Regions from separate parts of the Zea mays genome. Here region 1 is linked to region 2. The links are chromatin contacts, called in public Hi-C maps. All regions are on one chromosome and are shown on one strand. Each heading gives the region's core, a stretch centred on a gene start, on an enhancer-like site or on the middle of the called end of the contact. The rest is flanking DNA. Distances are from core to core; before and after follow the strand shown. Region 1 has its middle 110 kb from the start of LOC100277767. Region 2 overlaps LOC100193670.

Region 1 (6,900 bases), core at 4,214-6,713, 610 kb before region 2:
AGTCTGCACCCCTCGTCCGGACGGTCCGCCCCTGCACATCAACGACTGAAATCACAAATGTCAGCAGTAACGATTATATCAACGGATATAATGCATTCAATGTGTCGTCAGATGTCAGATAAAGCAGTCGTGGACGGTCCGGTCGTCCACCCCGGATGGTCCGCGATGACACTAAAAATGCATTTTACCGAACCCGTCAACTTCAGATTTTCCTGTTTTTCAATGAGCGGACGGTCCGCGCCTGAGGTCGGACGGTTTGAGCTTTGTCCCGGACAGTTCTCTCTTCTCCTTCGGATAGTCCATAGTGTAAATGTGAGTTTTGCACAGCTTCTGTCCAAGGCACACCTTTGTGTCATGGACGGTCCGTCGAAAGGGCCCGGACGGTCCGTGCAAAGGAGAATTTTCCAAAAAGCTTCTCCTATCCGAAATAATCTACGGTATTCTGGTCAAACGACTTAGAATTGATATATATGGACTTATGCACCTGAGAAATATTTAACTAGGCAAACTAGTTAGTCCATAAGATTTTTGATGGTCGTCAAGCACAAAAATCGATTATAGAATATGGTTAAGGCCATTTCCCTTTCAGATCATCAAACACGAAAATCAATTAGTCAAATGGATCGAGGTCCAATTTCCTTACATTTACAATCACCAAAGTAGGAATCTTGTTGAGCGCATAATAGTAAACTTCTTCTTTTTCTTTGCTCGTGGGTTTTGAACTTTGTTGGGCTTACTTTCGCTTTTTCCCTTTAGACACATACGCAACTCACTCTTCCTCTTGATAGTCTTTATTCATCTTGTACCTACTTGCACCACACTTTGGACTGCTCTTCAAGTCTTCATAATCATCACCTCTATAAAGGCCATTTCTCTTTCAGATCATCAATCACGAAAATCAATTAGTCAAATGGGTCTAGGTCCATTTTTCTTACATTTACAATCACCAAAGTAGGAATCTTTTTCAGCGCATAATAGTAAACTTCTTATTTTTCTTTACTCGTGGGTTTTGAACTTTGTTGGGTCTTCTGTTGGGCTTACTTTCGCTTCTTCCCTTTAGACACATATGCAACACACTCTTCCTCTTGATAGTCTTTATTCATCTTGTGCCTACTTGCACCACACTTTGAACTGCTCTTCAAGTCTTCATAATCATCACCTCTATAAAGGCGGCACCCAAACCGCTCACGAGCATGCACCAGGTATAGATGCCCAAACAGGCCGCTCGTCCCAGTCCGGCACAAGCCTGCTGAGGCACAGCATGATTTCGGAATTCGGACAAGCCCGGCCTGACCTGGTTTAGATGTGAGTTGTGTCATGCCGGCCCATGGGCTACGGTCGAGGCCTAGGCACAACTCGGTAGGCTATTTATCGTGTCAGGACGTCCTGTGGCCAGCCCTTCACGCGTGCCAGCCTACGAGCTACGGTCGAGGTCCAGGCATAGCTCGGTAGGCTATTTATGTCAGGACGTCCCGTCGCCAGCCCTTCAAGTTTAAATAGACAAAAAGGCTAAAAATGTGCAAGAATAGGGGTTTGAACCATGGTTGTTGGCTTTAAAATCATATCTACACCCACTTAACCAACAAGACACATGTATTTTTGTGTTTTATACCCTATAATCATGTGTAATATAGATATTTCAATTTAAAAAATAGGAAAACATAAAAATAGGCCATGCTGGGCCGAGCCCGCCATGTCACACCTTGGGCTCAGGCACAGCCCGGTAATCGGGTCGGGCCGGCACGAGCTCGGTAACCACCGTGTCGGGTCATGTTTGGGCCATGCCAAAATTGTGTTGGTTTACGGGTTTACCGGGTAGCCTATCCCGTTTGGACATCTATAGCGCCGGAGCAAGAACGGGTGAGGCGGTCGACTAGGGCACACACTCGAATGCAATGCCGAGCAGTGAAGCGAGCCACGCGAGTGGGGCTGGGCTGTGGCTAAGCCGCGACTGAGTCGCGAGAGCGCGAAGGGCATGTGAGCCTAGTGCAGAGTGGGTCAAGCGTGAGAGTGGAGCCTAGGTTGGGGTGGCCTGGCTGGGAAAAAAGGGGTGGGCTGATGGGGGAATTTTCCTTTTAAATTTACGTCCTTTCTTTTTCCTATTTCTTTTTCCTACTACTTGAGTTCAACATCAAGCACCAACTATCAATTAAAAGAACACTCAAATTAAATCACTCATCGGTCAAAATATACACATGTGCTCCAGCATGATGCATCAACCAGGATTCCCTTATGGTTTTATTAACACCTGACACTTACATAGAAAGTCAAAGGAAAGACAGGGTAATATCTGAATTTGGTGGATATCAGAAAAGAAATTTTATACCCTAAATTCAGGGTTTTACACTTTCCTAGTAACTAATAAACAAAAAATGTGGAGAAACTAAACCTTGAACTAAACATGAAAAGGAGAGAGAGGAGAGACAATATCTAACCATTTTAAGCAACCTCATTTAAATAAATAAATAAAAAAAACTAGCTATACTAAGCTTTCTAACACATGGTGAAAGCCTAGTTCCAAAATGTGGCTAAAATTGAGCAAAAATGAATAAATTTGGCAAGAGAAACATAATTAAACCAACCTTTATAGCAACTAATAAAAAATCTTAATTATCAAACCTATCTTCCTCTATCTCTCCATAAAAACACATGCACCATTCATTAAACAACTAAAATATAACATGGATAAACTAAGTTGAGAACTAAACATGTAAAGGGAAAGACGAGAGACAAAATGTAACCATCTTAAGCAACCTAATTGGATGAAATACAGAAAATAACCTAGCTATAGTCTTCTCTCCCACATATAGTTAAATCTTAGGTCCAAAATGTGGCTAAAATTGAACTAGAATGAACAAAAATTGGCAAGAGAAACATAAACCAACTTTTCTTAGCAACCTCTTTCCAAAAATGAAGATCAAACCCCGTTGTATTTTGTGAAATCTACAATGGAAGGTGGCTACGAGAAACAGTACTGATCGAGGAGGAAGAACAAGTATTTACACAATAAAGGTCACATACGGTTGGAATAAGCAACCGTCGGTGCAAACACATTTCCACTAGCGGTTGTTGTAATTGAACCGCCAGTGATAATCTAGTTTCCACTAGCGCTTCCATTACAACAACAGCTAGTGGAAATGGACGGTTTTCATTGACGGCTGTGTTAAGAAAACCAGCAGTGAAAATGTGTTTCTACTCACGATTCTTTAATCGGGCCAACCAGTTTATTACCGCTCGCGCGCGATAATTGATACAGGCTCTAAAAAGTGGAACCCACCGTAAACTAGTGAATATAGCCCACCATATTGAACCGACAAATTGCAACATTTAGGACTAGTTTGGTAACCTTATTTTTGCAAAAGGATTTTCATTTTCCCAAGTAAAATTAGTTCATTTTCCCTTAGGAAAATAGGAATCCCTTGGAAAAAAATGAAATTTCCAAACTAGTACTTAGAAAATTCCTAGCTCACCTAGAAATTCAGTTTTTGTTGCGAACCAAAATGTGCATAACAAAGAGAAACTATGATCTAAAAAATGCAGTACAAAATATCTTTGAACTCACCGGTTAATATGTTTTGAAAAATTCGTATACTTTTTACCAGTTTGTACTCACCCAAGATATACGTAGGTCACATCACTACTGAATCAATCTTTCCAATGAGTGCTACACGGAGAAATGGATACGCATAAATTCCAAGACTAATTCGGTGCTGTCCGCGCTGGATACCTATTGGAACAAACACCCTTTTGTGGCAGGACCTCCACTGTGATATGTTTATTTTTCAGCAAAGCCTATTGCTAGTGCTTTACGAACTAATCCGTATAATTTATACTCGACATCACGTCACTCTGCACTGAATCGATTCAGATTAGAACACAACAGTCCTTGTGGGCTTGACACCCAAAATGCATGTGGTCCATTTTGTAGCTGTAAGTCGTCTTGTGTAACCTGCCGATAACAAAACAAACCCTAGAATCTCTCTTCACTAATGGGATTAGATCCAGATGTCGTTGGTGAATGTCGTCGATTCTGCGCACACGCGGACCGTTCCACTACCAAAAGCGGACCGTCCGGCTTCCGCACTGAGAAGATCCCGCTCCTGCCTCATGTCGTGGATCGTCCGACTCTAGACCACGGACCGTCTGTGTTGTCGCAGAGAACACTGCCATCCATATACCTTACAGTGATTGGCGTCCAGATTGACACCAACAGAGTGCTTGTGGGCTTGACACCCAAAATGCATGTGGTCCATTTATATTATTGAGAGCTCAGGATGAACCAGCGTTCTCGTCGCAGTTCTATCCTCAACATCATCTCTCTTTTCAGTATGGGAGGGGATTCATTTGTATTTTGCAAGACTACGCAAGAGAAGTCTTTGTTGGTCCAGTCCAGTGGGCAGCAGAGAGTTACAGGCAGGCAGATCCAGGTGCTTTGATGGGTGGGGCCCCCCTGGATGCACTAATGGCAGACCCGATCGGCCCACTCCAGATCTTGTCTGAAGATTATTCGTGCAATCATCTTTCGTCTGACTGTACTTGTTTTTACTGGCCACTTGCGCCGGGTGAGCACAGACGTCAAGGCACTTCTCACGTGGCTTGGCTACTTTGGTGACGTCAGTTGCGACAGCGGATTGTCGTGGATGTGGATGCAGTCCTGGTCCATGCTCTGCAGCAACACACATCCTGTCCGATTTTTAAGACGGGGAAGTTTGGGCAGACCGACACAAGGCATTATTCACAGCTAGTACTAGATCAACTTTGAAGTTTCTCTTCATTAGTTAGTTAGTTAGTTAGTAGAAGAATCAATCCTTGCAAATAATAGAAACATAAAGGTGTTAGCTGCGACGATGTGTCAAAGATAAGACATGCCATAATCTGCTAAGAGACTAGAAGTTTGATTTGAGTGTTAGGGAATAATCCAAATATGGATCAAACAATATAACGAGCCATGTCTCTTCCAATGTGACTTACAAGATATAGATATGGGATCGACAGAATATGCATGTATCTTCCGAAATTAACTCTATCTCTCGACAACACCATTTGCAAACACATGTGATGGAACGATGAATATGCATGTCAATCAAAACGCTAGATTTTTTTTTTCCAACTCATGTCTAGCTCTGGTGTCACTTGTTAGCAAATAAAGTAAATATACAAGGAGAGTTGAAAATACATTAAATCATCTCTCTTTCCATGTGACTTATAAAATATCTCGCTGCAATACGGAAACAAATCAACTAATTATCACAACAGAATTCAGGTCATATTCAATATGGAAGGAGGAAACGCATGCAAGCAAGATATGAAGATAGGAGGGCAGAACAGGTAGGAATTCGGTTGTTCAATACATTGTTCTCTTTCATCACAAGTCGTACTTCCTGGGATCACTCTCTACAAGCCCACTGATGCCTGGAACTCTTGGGCCAAGTGCTGTTACCCGATGGGCTTCAGTGTCCAGCCCATTTACTTCTGGTGTTCCGTCTACAGAGGTCTGGCCCAGGACAACGGTCTCTCCCCCTTTATATCCATCCTGCTTGCCCTGAAGCACCAGGGTGCCTTGGGAAAGCAGCATGGCAACGCCTCCAAATCCTCCCATGTCGCCTAGGAACGCGGCAGACGCCCCGACCACTTTATCAAACCCTGCAAGGAGACACTGTTGCCTCATGCAAATACACGATGCTGCAATTCCTGTTCTGGAATTAATTTCGTGGCCATCCAATGATGTAGGGCAATTCGGCAACAGTTCTGAGACACGGGAATGAATAGCTTGCTGCTGGGAGACATGGAAAACCGGATGGACCTGAGAGTGTTTGGGCAGTTCGAGCTTGTATTGTAAGTGACCGGTCCAATGCGAGACTGAATTTGAAACGACTCAAACAACTTCAAAGCAAGTTTTTCATTGACTCAAAGAGCTCGCAAGAGATGCTGCTGAATCAAGTTCTGCATCACCGGCCTGTGCTTCTCCTCAAGCAGTCCGCGAGTGCCAGCCTGCCAGCGAAGGACAAGCAGCATACGAACGGGCACCAAAAAGAGCCTCAAACGGGAAACGATTTGGGAGCTGAATGCCAACTAGATTACTAGAATTGCACCAGAATTCCGCCAACTACAGCCAATGGTACCATTTCTACGGAGCAGCTTTCCCCCTAACAAAAGTTTAGTCCATGTCACCGTGGATATTACAATGATAGTTACGAGTATTATACATAGTTTAATGACAAAACTAATCATACATATGAAGATTTAACGGCGAGATGAATTTATTAACCCTAATTAATTTATGGTTACCAAATATTTACGGTAAGTAACATCACATGGGTGATTCATGGATTAATTAGGATTAATAGGTTTGTCTTGTCACTTAGCCCTTATCTATGTAATTAATTTTGTAACTAGGTTATATTTAATACTTATAACTAACATCTAAACATTAGATATGACGGGACTAAGGGTGTGTTTGGTTGTAGAGTTAACTAGAATGGAACGACTTCATTCTAGCTTTTGAGAATATAGCAATTCTATTCTGCGTTTGGCAAGTAGAACAGAGCCGCTTCATTTTTTGTTTAGTTGAATAGTAGAATAGAGCGCAGATACTCCGTTCTTTGTTTGATTAGGGAGTCATATGAGTGTAGAGAGGAGGAGAGAGATGAGCGCAGATACTATTTATGGTAAATTTTCATATTAAGACTCCAGGAGCCACCTCGCTTATCTTTTGTTGGAAACTAAGCATCTAGAAAATAGGAATAGAACCACTCCATTCTCATCTACTCAACCAAACACACCTTTTAGTTACGTGGATCCAAACTCCACCTAACCCGCTCTATTTTTGTGTCGGCCTATGGATTGTGCATCAGTCCGCGGAAGGTAATACGATCTCATCTTTAGAGTGGCACCAGCTAG
Region 2 (6,849 bases), core at 528-3,027:
GTCTTGGGAAGAGTTACACCGAGCCCCCTGCACTCTCTGGTTTTTATGCGCCCGGTCCAGGAATTAGAAAAAACCAGAAAAAGTAAATAGAAAATGATTTTTAATGTGAAAATAATTGTTAGAATTTGTTTAATTCATATAAAATTTATATGAGGTCCAAATTAATCCATTCCAATTTGTATAATTTTATAATATTATTGTTTATCAATTAGTGCCACTATTTTTACATGAAATTCACATTAAAATTTATATCCTATTTGATCTTGTACAAAACACATAAAATCTTTAGAAATTCATAACTTAAAATCTATAACTCCGAATCGACCCGTTCCAGTTGTGTTAGCATCGTATAAATATTTACCACGCAGTAGCAACACTTGTTATATGATATCCCCTACTTTTATAAATATGTAACTAATAGGATTAACTGCCTTAATATTAATCTCATCTTATGGATATGATCAGATGATATTTAATCAAATAATGATTTAGATTAAGGTGGAGATAATTATTTATAGAATAACCTCTCATATAATTTACACTAACCAATTCATAATATAGATTGATATTTTAATCACATAGATCTTCTATAAAATCATAACTCCTTAATCGTAACTCCGATTTTAGTGGTTCTCAAACCTGCGATCTCGTAGCTTCGCGTAGATCATTATTATTCAGTTTGTACTTATATTTGGTGTGATGTTAATTTTATATATACCGTGTTTATTTGTATTGTTGCGACTAGCAGTGAGGTTTCGAGGATCTGAAGAATCATCCTGGTACCTGGAATCTCAAGTGCGAGGCAAGTTGTGCCCTTGATCACTTCCTTTTTACCCAGTCATGTTCTTATTAATTATAATGATCTGCATAGGTTAATTTTGATGGGACCCAATAGGTCACCCTAGTGTGTTTATCATTTTTCCCTTGTTTACCCCTGAATCATTTGGGTAGTTATGCTATTGCTTTACATGGTTTTGGGTTAATATTTCATTACATCCATGTTCCAATTATTCTGTTATGTTATTTATGTTCATGATAAGACCATTATGTTAATGGGAACATGGAGAACCACCAGGGAAAACGTGCCACCACAAGGGAGGAATGGGACCACTTGGCTAACTAATTAGGAAAGCTAGTGGAAGACTACCTTACTCGAAAGGGGCAAGGGCATTAGGGGAGTTGCATGCAAGGAGGTTCTCGGGTTGATTTTGCTGCGATGGCGGTCAGACGAGGGATTCTTGCAAGTGCTCTCCCTATAAACTGTAGCGGGTTTTTGGAAGCTAGTGGAACTTTGTAAAGGCCTCGTAGTGGATCCCTAGCCATTCACCTCGGTAGTGTCTAAGGGCCTTGCAAACCCTGACGACATGGGATACATGACTTGTGGGTACAGGGTACAACCTATGCAGAGTGTAAAACTGATGTCTGGACCCGTTACAAGTCGGTTCTCGAGTTAATCCCACAGGTTTTGCTAACAAATCCCACAAGAAATCTAGAAGCCTAACTGATTCTACACAGTTTGCCCCACTACGACGTACAGTATGGACCGTCCGCTCAGTCACATTTGGTTCTCAACAAAAAGCCACGAGCTACTGCCATGGGCCGTCGGTGCACCACCGCCACGACCACGATCATCCTAGCGACGACGACCACCACCGCTGGAGTTGGCAGCTAGACGAGGAGCACCAAAGGACGATGGGTTCGCACTCAGATGAGAGGGCACACCCCCAGAGGCAGCAGGAGAGGCCCGTTGGGCCTGCCCCCACATTTGCCACTGTAGAGGGTTGTCACGGCGTCAGCGATGGTAACAACCGCAGATGTGAGTTCCTCAAGCAAGAGATTGAGCCCATGCAGGAGGTTGATAACGAGCGTCTCATCCATGACTAGAGAGCCAAGGTCGTGGAGGGTCTTCGCCCTGGTATTCATCTGTCAGTAGTACTCAGTGACGGTGAGATCCCCCTAGACAAGCTAGCGAAAGGTGGTGTCCATGGAGGATCCGGACCTAAGGTTGCCGAGGAACTGCGCCTCTAAAGCAACACAGGCCTAGCGAGCGGTTCCAACCCCCTCCCCCGCACCCGGACGATGTCCTGCATCTCGACTGTGAGGGGGTCGAGGATCCAGGAGAGGACCACGTTGTCCATCCGACATCAGACCTGCGTCGGCACAGCTGCATCGACGAGGATGTGGTCGTCGAAGACGTAGCCGTGGAGAGTCACAGGGCTTGGTCGCGCTAGCGAGTGCTGAGCCGATTCTGGGTCGAGGATGATGGAGACAAGTGCTCGTATGCTGGGGAATCTTGCCGCCTGTGCATGAAGGCTGACGATAACCGGCATGTCAAGGGTGAGAAAAACAGCCTCGTCGTCGATGTCGTGCACGGAGTGGGAGTCAGTGCCCGGGACGCTCTCAAGCGAGTGGATGGGCACGACGAGCTAACACTCGAGGGTGTCAACAGACACATGCTCCTGCTCTTAGGCACGGGCAGTCGCCTGCGCAAGCTGGCAAGCGGCCGCAAGGGCAGCGATGGGGGCACGACGCTGAGAGGTGGTGATCGTCGACTGGTGACTGTACACCGGTGACAAGAGCGTGCCAACCCCCCCGCCCCTCGCGAGAGGAGAAGATCCATCAACTAAGGCGGTGACCACTCCCATACCCATGTGGGGAAAGTGTGGGGCCAGAAAGCTCGGCATGATAGGCAGCAGCATCGAGCAGAGGCACATGTGTCACGGGCGCGACCTCCCGTAGTGCGGCCATGTAGAGGGCGGCGAGGGAGGCGGGTGCTGTCGAGGCACCAATGCCGGTGGGGGTGATGTCGCCGGACCCGACAACGACAATGGTAAGTGGCGACGGGTCCACGACAGATGTGACCGACAACAGCGGCGCAGAGACGCCTAGTGGCAGCTACAGAGCAGAGAACCTGGGCGATGGTGCATTCATGATGGAGACGTAGTCGGCGATGGCCGCCCAAGACGAGGTTGCCATGGGAGAGAGGAGGGAGGGGTGTGTTGTTGCCAAGGACACGACGGTGTGGAGGCACGACAACTCGGCGGCTCCTAGACATGGTGGAGGAAGGGCGCAGACGGAGGAGCAGACATGGCTCGAGGTCGAGCGTGGACAGGGGAACAGAGTTGCGGCTCGACCCGCGACGGCGCTAGACGCGTTAGAGGTCGACACAGGCAATTAGGCGAGGGAGCGAACTTTGCGCGTCGGGGGCGTGGACAGCAGATGACACCGACCATGGAGCCTAGCACGTCGAGGGCGTGACCTGCGGACGCCGACGAGTTACTATAGCCGATGGCTACAGTTGGGGCTCGGGTGGGGAAGAAGGTTAAACATAGTTGTAGATACCATATTAGACTGAAAAGCCTAACCCTAAGTATGTAGTTCCTTTGTTATTAATTCAAAATATTGTCATTTATACACATTCTCAGATGTAAGAAATCAGTATATATATATCAAAATGAACAAATTTGTATAAGGAGTGATCTCTTGGTAAGATAATTATTTATTTTTATCATTAACTATATATAAAAACATTGTCACGTGCAAATTTAACGAGTCTCGCAGGGAATGATGATGGAAAATGCTTCCCCATCTCCATCCCTATTTACCTATCAGGGACGATTTTTTCCCATTTACATTTCCGTATGGAAAGAAAGTTCTCCATCCTCTAATAGATTAATTTCCCACGAAGAATCGAGGATTGGGTCCCATTGCCACCCATAACCCTAACTAGGGTTGGTGACATATTTATAATAGAATTGTTAGACCTAAGCCCATTACACAAAGAGGCCACTACAATACAACCACAGTAACTCTAACAAGAGAGATCACTATAACAAGAGAGATCACTAGATTTGTTACTCCAATTGACCAAACAGTGGTCTAGTAACACCACACATTGTCACCCATATATGAACAAAAGCCAAAACAGACTCGTTACATGCAACTTGAGACGTTTTTTCCTTAGAACATCCTATACCAAAAGTATGTGTTGTGTTTGAAGATCAAAATCATAATATTACTATTGGCATCCACGTTATGTGCAAAATGACACATCACCATTCAGTTGCCGAACGAGCTTTGTCGATGACCTATATAACACACGAAAATGGAAAATAATAATTAATTGTCTACTGCACTAAAAAGATATCAACAGACTGTAATTTATATCAAAAATATATACAAAGTGACGTCATATAAAATTTGATGATACTACTGTATGTTCCCACAAAAAACACACTACTGAGTACACACCAAACAATATGTAGCACCCAATAAGAGCTTTCATTGCATGCTGTAAAGGATCAGCACGTTAACTAAGCATCCTTATGTTTTCTCGAATACGCAGAACTACGCAGAACTGTGTATCATTGCATCAAGAAAGAAGAGAAGGCCAAAATGGCCATACAAACACGCACCCCACACACCCTCAGGTAAACTAAGAGAAACACACACTTTGTAAGCATCCTTATGGTATCGATCTACTTACAAATGGCCGTTGATGGAGCTTATGCATTCCATCTTGAAGCAATTGTCAGAGACACCAAGAAAATCATAGTTCCATGTAATTTTTCAGAAATTAATTTTGATTTCCTGAACATAAAAACTGATGTTAAAGCTTTTAGCTGCAACTTAGCATTGTTTCATGAACAGATCAGCCCAAATTAATCACTTTGTAGTTCTTCCTATCTATCATAAAAAAAGGCTTGATTGTTGTTCCTATCTATAATGCAAAATTGGACAACAGGCACAATTAAGTTTCTATCTCAACAACTTGAGAAAGGCATCCCATCAAAACAAACTAATCACTAAACTAGAGCATGTTTGCGAGTCCAATAAGATACGCTGGATGTTGCATTTTGGACATTGTTCAAAAGGTTTAACCTTCAACCAATTACAATATATAGATGATCAACGAGTGAGATTACAATAAAATTTCATGTGTTATTTTTCGAGAGCACGAGTTTCATAAGGTATAAAGTATAAACCAACAACTAGCAGTTATGGTACCTTGATGATACGGTCGGTCAGGTACTGCCTTGCTAGCAATGGTATTATCTTTGGACCTGAAAATAAATGTTTTTTTGCTTCTTTACTTATGTGGCAATAAAATAATCTATAATAACTAGAGGAATTCAAGATATTACTAGGGTATTTGGCCATGCAATTGAACACTTAAGTGCATCAAACATCTTCATCTCCCCATTTTGCCGAAACAGTGGAGCATCGCTTTTTAACACCTCACTCAAAAAAACCTTACAACATTCAGTTCCAATTCTCACGCCACCTACTATTGTAGACGGCGAACTGCTCTGAAGAATAGCCTTGCCTACTGGAGTATGTGGCCAAACTATTGAATGCAACACAACCTCTTTGCCATCCTAAACAGAAGAAGCAAATATGGAACGTTATTCAACTATTAAGACACAGGTACACAGTTGCACATGTACACATTTTGTGCTAAATATAGGCTTTATTTCCTCTACCAGAACAGAAGCATGCCTGATGTAAGTTCAATAAGTGTAAAGGGAGCTAACCATATTGGGCCCAGTCTGACTTTCCGCGTCAACCTTTCTTGTCCGGCCATGAAATGTATTGAATGGTGGCTTTATCAACCCTTGCAGTTTCTGTGGACAGTTTAAGCAAGGGATGATAAATTCCACTAAATAAAGGTGGACATATTTAGTGGAAACAGTTAATTTGGTGAAAACTTAAGAGCTGTTTTGGTTCTCATCAGCACCGACCACAAATTTGCAAAAACAAAAGCAGATTGAAGAGAGCCTATGAAATAGTTTTTTAAAGAGACGGTAGAAGCTCTGCCTTTCAATTAAGATAGAAAAAACAGTTCACAGTATGGAAAACCAAAAAAATGTGTTTTTGTGTGTGTGTGGGGAGGGGGGGGGCACTTCCCCAACAAGGGTACACACAACCACCGCACCCCAAAACACACACGAGATATCAAAGGGCTACAGCGCAATGGTCAAAGCTCTCTTTCTCGTGTCATTGTCCTCATCAACCCTTGAAGCTACTTGCTCAGTAGTTTGGAAATATAGCATCACATTTTCAGAGGTTTTCAAGTTTAAAAGCTACTTACTCAGTAGTTTGGAAATATTTTTTTCGAAAACGCATGAGAGCTGTGTATCATTATAATAAGAAGAAAAGGTGAGGATAAAAACCTCATATAAAGCCACACGAACCCACACACACTAGAGGATAGCTATAAATACAATGATAGTATGAACACCTGTACTCATGACCATGGAAACCCAAAACAGAAGGTCGCCGATTAGTGCGCTGGAGCGGAAAGGATGCTGTCTAATCCACTAGCTCCAGCCCTACACCAGATGTGAGACTCCTCCTTGACCCACTTGATGACCATGCTAGAACAAGGCTGCTCTCCATTGAAAACACAACGGTAGTTTGGAAATATTGTATCACACTTTTAGAGGTTTTCAAGTTTAAACTAAAAAATGATTTTTTTTTTGAAACCAAGAGGATGTCCCCCAAGACATCATAAATTTGAGCGTAAGCTTGCTTAATGATGATGCACAACTGGACATGTTTTTCGCTCTAGGAGTGGGTATCGATGGGGTTTGTTTGCCTTCTCATATTGATTTCTGTTAAAACCAAAGAGTTCTCTACTTTTCACCAAATTGTTTGTTTCATGTCTAAATAGAAAAGTAACAAAAGCAGGAGATAACCAGATTATCATGTGGGTTTCTTGGGGGAACGACACCATCATATTTATACTTAGATGTAACCTCCTCATTCTTTTCATGGGGGAAGCCATTTGGCACATCGATCTTCTTTTGTAGTATCTACAATAAAATAAACTTGATGTGACACATAAAA

What was found. A called contact is a pair of places that touch in the nucleus more often than the background predicts.
Region 1: a contact with region 2 is called in a Hi-C map of ear, with 3 times the contacts expected there. The contact joins two enhancer-like sites. A contact is called at or near these places in 4 of 25 Hi-C or Micro-C datasets (bundle sheath, ear, leaf and 1 more).

The regions. Positions count from the first base shown.
Region 1 is chr6:25,608,179-25,615,078 of Zm-B73-REFERENCE-NAM-5.0, reverse strand. No RefSeq gene overlaps it. Among protein-coding and RNA genes, the nearest start is that of LOC100277767, 110 kb to the right of the region's middle. Within about 2 kb of position 5,463, at least 16 of the 20 cell types and tissues checked have an H3K27ac peak or open chromatin away from gene starts, as enhancers often do. A contact at or near this core is called in ear and tassel, where this site is marked.
Region 2 is chr6:24,990,114-24,996,962 of Zm-B73-REFERENCE-NAM-5.0, reverse strand. LOC100193670 reads right to left here. Exons shown (of 8, transcript NM_001138763.1): 4 at 6,699-6,815; 5 at 5,535-5,624; 6 at 5,145-5,378; 7 at 5,008-5,063; 8 at 3,700-4,088. The coding sequence ends at 5,052. Among protein-coding and RNA genes, the nearest start is that of LOC100193670, 7.4 kb to the right of the region's middle. Within about 2 kb of position 1,777, at least 6 of the 20 cell types and tissues checked have an H3K27ac peak or open chromatin away from gene starts, as enhancers often do. A contact at or near this core is called in ear and tassel, where this site is marked.